Linked DNA regions of Gossypium hirsutum: region 1 is linked to region 2. A link is a contact called in public Hi-C data. All regions are on one chromosome and are shown on one strand. The core of a region is the stretch at or near the end of the contact, and the rest is flanking DNA. Distances in the headings are between cores, read along the strand shown.

Evidence for each region. Hi-C and Micro-C count contacts between places; a contact is called where the count stands out from the background.
Region 1: a contact with region 2 is called in a Hi-C map of fibers, with 5 times the contacts expected there. The contact joins the enhancer-like site here to the promoter of LOC107922313 in region 2. A contact is called at or near these places in 13 of 34 Hi-C or Micro-C datasets (anther, callus, fibers and 2 more).

What each region holds. Positions count from the first base shown.
Region 1 is chrD01:42,055,493-42,058,621 of Gossypium_hirsutum_v2.1, reverse strand. No RefSeq gene overlaps it. Among protein-coding and RNA genes, the nearest start is that of LOC121214139, 9.0 kb to the right of the region's middle. Within about 2 kb of position 1,276, at least 4 of the 9 cell types and tissues checked have an H3K27ac peak or open chromatin away from gene starts, as enhancers often do. A contact at or near this core is called in fibers, where this site is marked.
Region 2 is chrD01:42,017,173-42,020,014 of Gossypium_hirsutum_v2.1, reverse strand. It overlaps LOC107922313 (protein BASIC PENTACYSTEINE2), which reads left to right and starts at 1,363. Exons shown (of 2, transcript XM_016852294.2): 1 at 1,363-1,593; 2 at 2,515-2,842. The coding sequence starts at 2,519.

The sequences.
Region 1 (3,129 bases), core at 27-2,526, 39 kb before region 2:
TACAGGCTTCATGGTGCTCAAGAATTGATTTTTTCAGATAGGGATAAGGTATTTCAGAGTCATTTCGGGCAAGAATTGTTTAAGCATCTTGGCACACAACTTCATTTATCTATGACCTATCACCCTCAAATAGGTGGCCATATTGAAGTCCTAAACAAATGTCTTCAAGGCTATTTTATGTGCATATCAGGCAAGAAGCCTTTTGATTGGACCACTTGGCTTCTTTTACTGAATGGTGGTACAATACCACATACCTGTCAGCTATAAAAATGACTCTCTATAAAGCCCTGTATGGGCAGGACCCTTCAGTTCATTTACCTTACCTTGCAAGGGTCTTTTGAGTAGCTGAGGTGGATAGAAGCCTTCAACACAGGGAAACTTTGAGGAATTTCTTGAAGTTTCATATAAAAAATGCCCAGGAAAGGATGAATCAGATGGCTGATAAGAAGAGATCAGACTAGGAGTTTCAAGTAGGGGATCTAGTGTATGTAAAGTTTCAACCATTTAAACAACATTCATTAAGGAAGTTTAGGAATCAAAAGCTTGCCCCAAGGTATTTTGGGCCCTATCTAGTGAAGTCTCGAGTTGGAAAGGTTGCTTACAAGCTGACTTTACTTGCAACTGCTAAGATACATTCCACATTTCATGTTTCCCAACTCAAAAAGGATGTTGGTTCAGCTGTATCATCATCTGTGCTCCATTCCACTCATTCAGATGGTTTTATTTCCAATGAACCAATTTAGATTCTAAATGGGAGGATGGTCAAAAAGGGGAAAATAATTGTTATAGAAATGTTGGTGGAGTGGGTTGATGCTTTTCCAGAAGATTCAACTTGGGAAAATTGGAGTGAATTTCATCAGCAATATCCACTTTTTGATCCTTGAGGACAAGGAGCTCATTTGAGGGGAGGGTGTTTGTTATGAAACATTTGTCTACAAAGGTCAATGAATTTAAATGACCATTAATTTTATTTTTGTTCTTTCATTTCTGTTTAAGTTGTAATGTTAAACGCTGCATTTAGAGCCTAGGAACGTTCAATGAAACGATGCATTTTAGGTCCTAAGTTCATTAGTGAAACGATATGTTTTGGCAGCTGAATTAAAGATTGCCAGGCTGTAATTGGTCATTATTCTCTCATTTGATCATGAATGGGGGGTGACTGGTTAGTTATGAAAATTAGGAAAACTATTTCTCTCCTCTTCTCTCAAATCTCTCTCTCGACGCTCTTTTTCTTCCTCCTCTAATTTTCTCTTTTATTTTCGCACATTACAACCAATAGTTGTAGTAGACAGTGCAAGCGACGTTGATGAAATCGAGGGAAAGATCGACAAGAAGAAAACAAGTTAAGAAAAGAGACGGATGGAGAACAATGACGACGAGGGTTCATTATGGAAGAGAAAAGAGAAAGAAAAAGGAAGAAGAACAGAGGAAAAGAGAAAAAAAGAAAAAAAAAATGTTAAAATTTTCTCCTTTCTTTTGGATTATATTTTTTGGTATAATTAATTTGAGGTCGTTAGCATTATTTGAAATAAAAAATTCTTACAAATGCGACATGTGTCATCGTTTCAATGGTCCACATGTCTTGACAGATAAAAAATTAACAGGGGTAATCCGCGGTACCATATTGATAAACAATGTAAAAATACATGTACTACATTAGAATATTTGATAAAGTTCAAGTACCAAATATAAAATTACCCTTTTATTAAATACGTATCGTTTAAAAAAATATATGATTTGTCTATCTAAACTTGATAGGTTATGTATTTATATACTAATTTTCCAACTTACCAAACAGTCAGTTGCTCTCTTGTTTTTTTTGACCAACTCCTTGGAAACAAATTGGTGTCAAGGTTAAAAACAGTAAAACAAAATCAATAACTAGTATAGGATGAATAAAAAACAAGTGCTCTTGTGTTTTCATTTTTTTTTTTTTCATATTAGCTCCACTTGTTAGCTTGCGAAATAATTCTTATTAGAAGAAATATAACACAACCTTATGATTGCAAGACTTGAGCTTTTATGGAAATGATAAGATCAAATACTCTAATATTGTGAAAGATGGATTAAATAAGTATGAGAGTGTTAATAGTCTACTACATTAAAGATGTGAAAAGAGATGGAAAAGGTTGAATGTGAGTACAAAGGTTTGCTAGTAGAACCTCATATCTAAGATGCCATTTGAGTAGTTTCCTGAAAAAAAATCAATCAATACACTATAACAACTCAATAGTGGTACATCTTTAAAACAATTCTAAATTCGACCAGGATGAATGTCGTAGTGTTATTGTACTTTCCTTTTGGGTTTAGATATATGATGGTTGTTGTAAATCTTAATTATAACAACGTAAGTAGGTAGACAATTAATAGGAATGCCCTAGCCCCGCAAAAGGAAGAGAGATTGTTAAAGCAAAATTAGCTAATCGAATAATTGAAAATCTAAGCTTATTAACGATATTATTATTTTTTGGATTGAAAAGAGATGACCAAAAGTAAAATATAGAAAAAAAAATTACTTACCCATGTGAAAAATTAGAAAAAAATTACGTGGAAATTTCAAAAATTTTCACGTTAAATTTCTGTAAAAGATCTAACAACAATTAATAGAGGGTGATCAAAATATTTAATTTCGAAAAATTTAGTGACTAAATCAGAAAAATTAATAATTGAGTGACCAAAATAAAACGAAATTAATAGTTTAATGACTATTTTTGTATTTATAGTAAAATCTTTAATTTTTATGTTTATATAAAGATATAATGTAATTATATTTTGTGTCTCCATATCATATATATATATTATCTAAAGTAATATATTGATCCAAAAATGGAAACACTTCTAGGTAAGTTATTAAGATATTTGCCAAGTGACAAATGTTGGAAACTAACAAATTAATTATTGTATATAGGGTGACTAAAAAATATAATACAAATATATATATATTATTTAAAATAATAAATTGATCCAAAAATGGAAACAAATACTTTTAGGTAAGTTAGATATTTCTAACAAATTAATTACTGTATATATAAAAACTAACAAATATAAAAAATTATAAATATGTAAGTTTATAAATAAAAAAAGACACATATATGGAAACTAACAGTTTAAAATAATAATATAATATTT
Region 2 (2,842 bases), core at 114-2,613:
CATATTGGTTAGACACTTAGGATGATTGTTATAAGAGATATTTGGGTTATGCCCTTGGTTGATGTTTTTCAGGTCTATAATTATATCTATGGTTACCATTTGAGTTTTAGGTGTTTTGGGCATGAAATGGACATTTTAAAGATTGGTCTTTACCATTTTTGAACTTGAGTATCGATATTTTGGCATTTGGTATCGATACTTGATCATATAAACAATTTTAAAACAAACAGAATGCCAGAATGATATCAGTATTTTTTCATAAAATATCAATACCGGAAAATAAATGTCGATACCCTTATTTAGCATAACAAACAAAATAGTGATTTGGTATCGACATTTAATATGGTACCAATACCCAATAATTACATATCAATATCAACTTTAAAAGTTTAAAATTTTAAAATTTTACAATTCAATCCTATTTCATGTTTGAATTACACAATTAAGTCCTTGCAAACTTTAAATTATTACATTGCATAATATGTGAATGGAATTTATATAAATTGCATATAATTTTTTGTATTTGCTTGAAACATCTTATTACTCAGGTTCGATGATCGGACCGAGTAAGAGATATTACAAATTTCACCCATCGATGCATGTATCATACCTTAGGTTTTTAGATGACCTTTAGCTAGGATGTTGGCCTTTTCTTTCTCATGATGTAGTAGGCAGTTGGCTTAAGCTGGAAATGAGTAATGTTTATTCTATCAAATAAATTAATATTATTTAACTATTTAAAAAGATTTGAAATGTTAACCAACTAAAAATGTCATTGAATTTCACCATTTTAATCTTTGATCAAAATGCTCCAATGCACTCAAAATATTAGCGAAAAATTTTATTTAATAAATTTATAAAAAAACCGATATAATACTAAATGTTTCTTGATTGAAATAGTAAAATTAAGATTTTAAAAGTTATGTTTTTAGTTCAAATGTGTATAGATTATTTTTAGATTTATCAAAATTTAAAAAGATATAAATAGTTTTAAAAGAATATTTATTAGTTTATAAAATGAATAAATTTTACAACTTGATTGATGACATTTGATGGGGATTATAAATTGTATAGATAAAAGGAAAAAGAGGAGGGAAAGCAGATATTGAAAGAAATCTATTGACTATCTTGTTTTCCATGGTTATAAAATCACATATTTGTCCACATACAAAATGTAGAAAAGAGATATAACAAGTTTTCCTTTTTGTTTGTTTGTTCGAAGGCATATGGCCTACACCCATCCAATTACTTTTTTAGATTATATTTATCTTTAATTAAAATGATTTTATTTATAATTTTCTTTTGATGTTTTTATATATATATATATATATTTTTTTTTTTTTAAAGTGAAACTCCCGATATATAAATCCCCTTTGATAGATACACATTTTTAGGTCTTTCCCACTCTCTCTCTTGATTTTTTTTGGGCTTTCTTTTCTCTCTCCTCTCTCTCTCTCTCTCTCTCTCTCTCTCTCTCTTTCTCTTTCTCTTTCTCTTTCGTAGTTTATTTTTTGCCTTCGCAGGTTTCTCTCTCCTCTCTCTTTCTCTCTCCATAAAGGGCAAACCCTAAAGAGTCGTTTACACCCCCTCTAAGTAAGTTTTCTCTCTCCTCTCACTTTCCTTTCCCCCCTTTTCTCTTTCCTTGCTTTCTCTTTCTAACAGTTTTTGAATATATGGGTCCTTCCTTACTTATTCTTTGTACTATTAAACTTTTCATATGTATTTTCATTTATTTATTTGTTTGTCTGTTTGTTTGTTCGAGCTCTGGAGGTGAAATTTGTGAAAGGAGATCTAAAGGATGTTATAAAGTTTCCATTTTGAAAGCCCTGAAACTGCCATAAAAAAAAACCCAAACTTTATTTTTTTTCCTTTTTCAAGATTTTGTTTTTGGTCTATAGTAGTAGATCTGATTATGGGTTACGATGCGTGCAAAGATTGGACTTTGGGGAAATGTGGGGAACTGGAAATTATTTTGAATCTCAAATTTTCCATCTTTCTGTTTGGTATCTTTAAATTTCTATTTCTGCTGCTTTGGGGATCTTAGATTTTTCCATATCTGCTATGTACATATTTACTGTGGATTTAGATCTTTCGTTTCCATATCATGGATCTGCGATACCGTGAAGGCCGCTCATTGGGGGCTTTTTTCAATTTCCTCCCAATTGAGAGTTAGAAAATGTAACATATTTGCCCCTTTTTGTTTTCTTGGGAATCAAACGGATTGTTAGTCATTCTTTGAATTTTGAATGCTGGTTCTTGTCTGATCTTTTATTTGCTTTCATGTGTATTTGATGTGGCTGAATCTTGCTTCATTCATGTAAATGCGTTAGATTGCTTATTTGAAACATTGTTTTTTGTTTGAATGTCTGTCTTTAGTGTTGTTATGCTTTTTTCATGGTCTTCGTGGGTTCTTTAATGGGAATGTTAAGCAGGATTTGAATGGCATTGATGGAATAATGTGAATCATGTTAAAAGTTTAATCATTTTGTTCTTGTTGGTGGTGGCTATGTATAGCTTCATGGATGACGATGCGTTGAACATGCGTAATTGGGGTTACTATGAGCCATCCTTTAAAGGACATCTTGGTCTGCAGCTTATGTCAAGCATGGCTGAGCGGGACACAAAGTCTTTTATTCCAATGCGCAATCCGAATCTCATGGTTACTCCCAATGCTGCCTTTCACCCACGCGACTGCATTGTTTCGGAGGCTCCTAACCCCATGAATTATGTTAGGGATAGTTGGATTAGCCAGAGAGAAAAGTTTTTTAACATGTTACCGGGCATTTCTCCTAACTACGGCATTCTGCCTGAAACTTCAGCTGCTCATTCACTGCCAATTTTG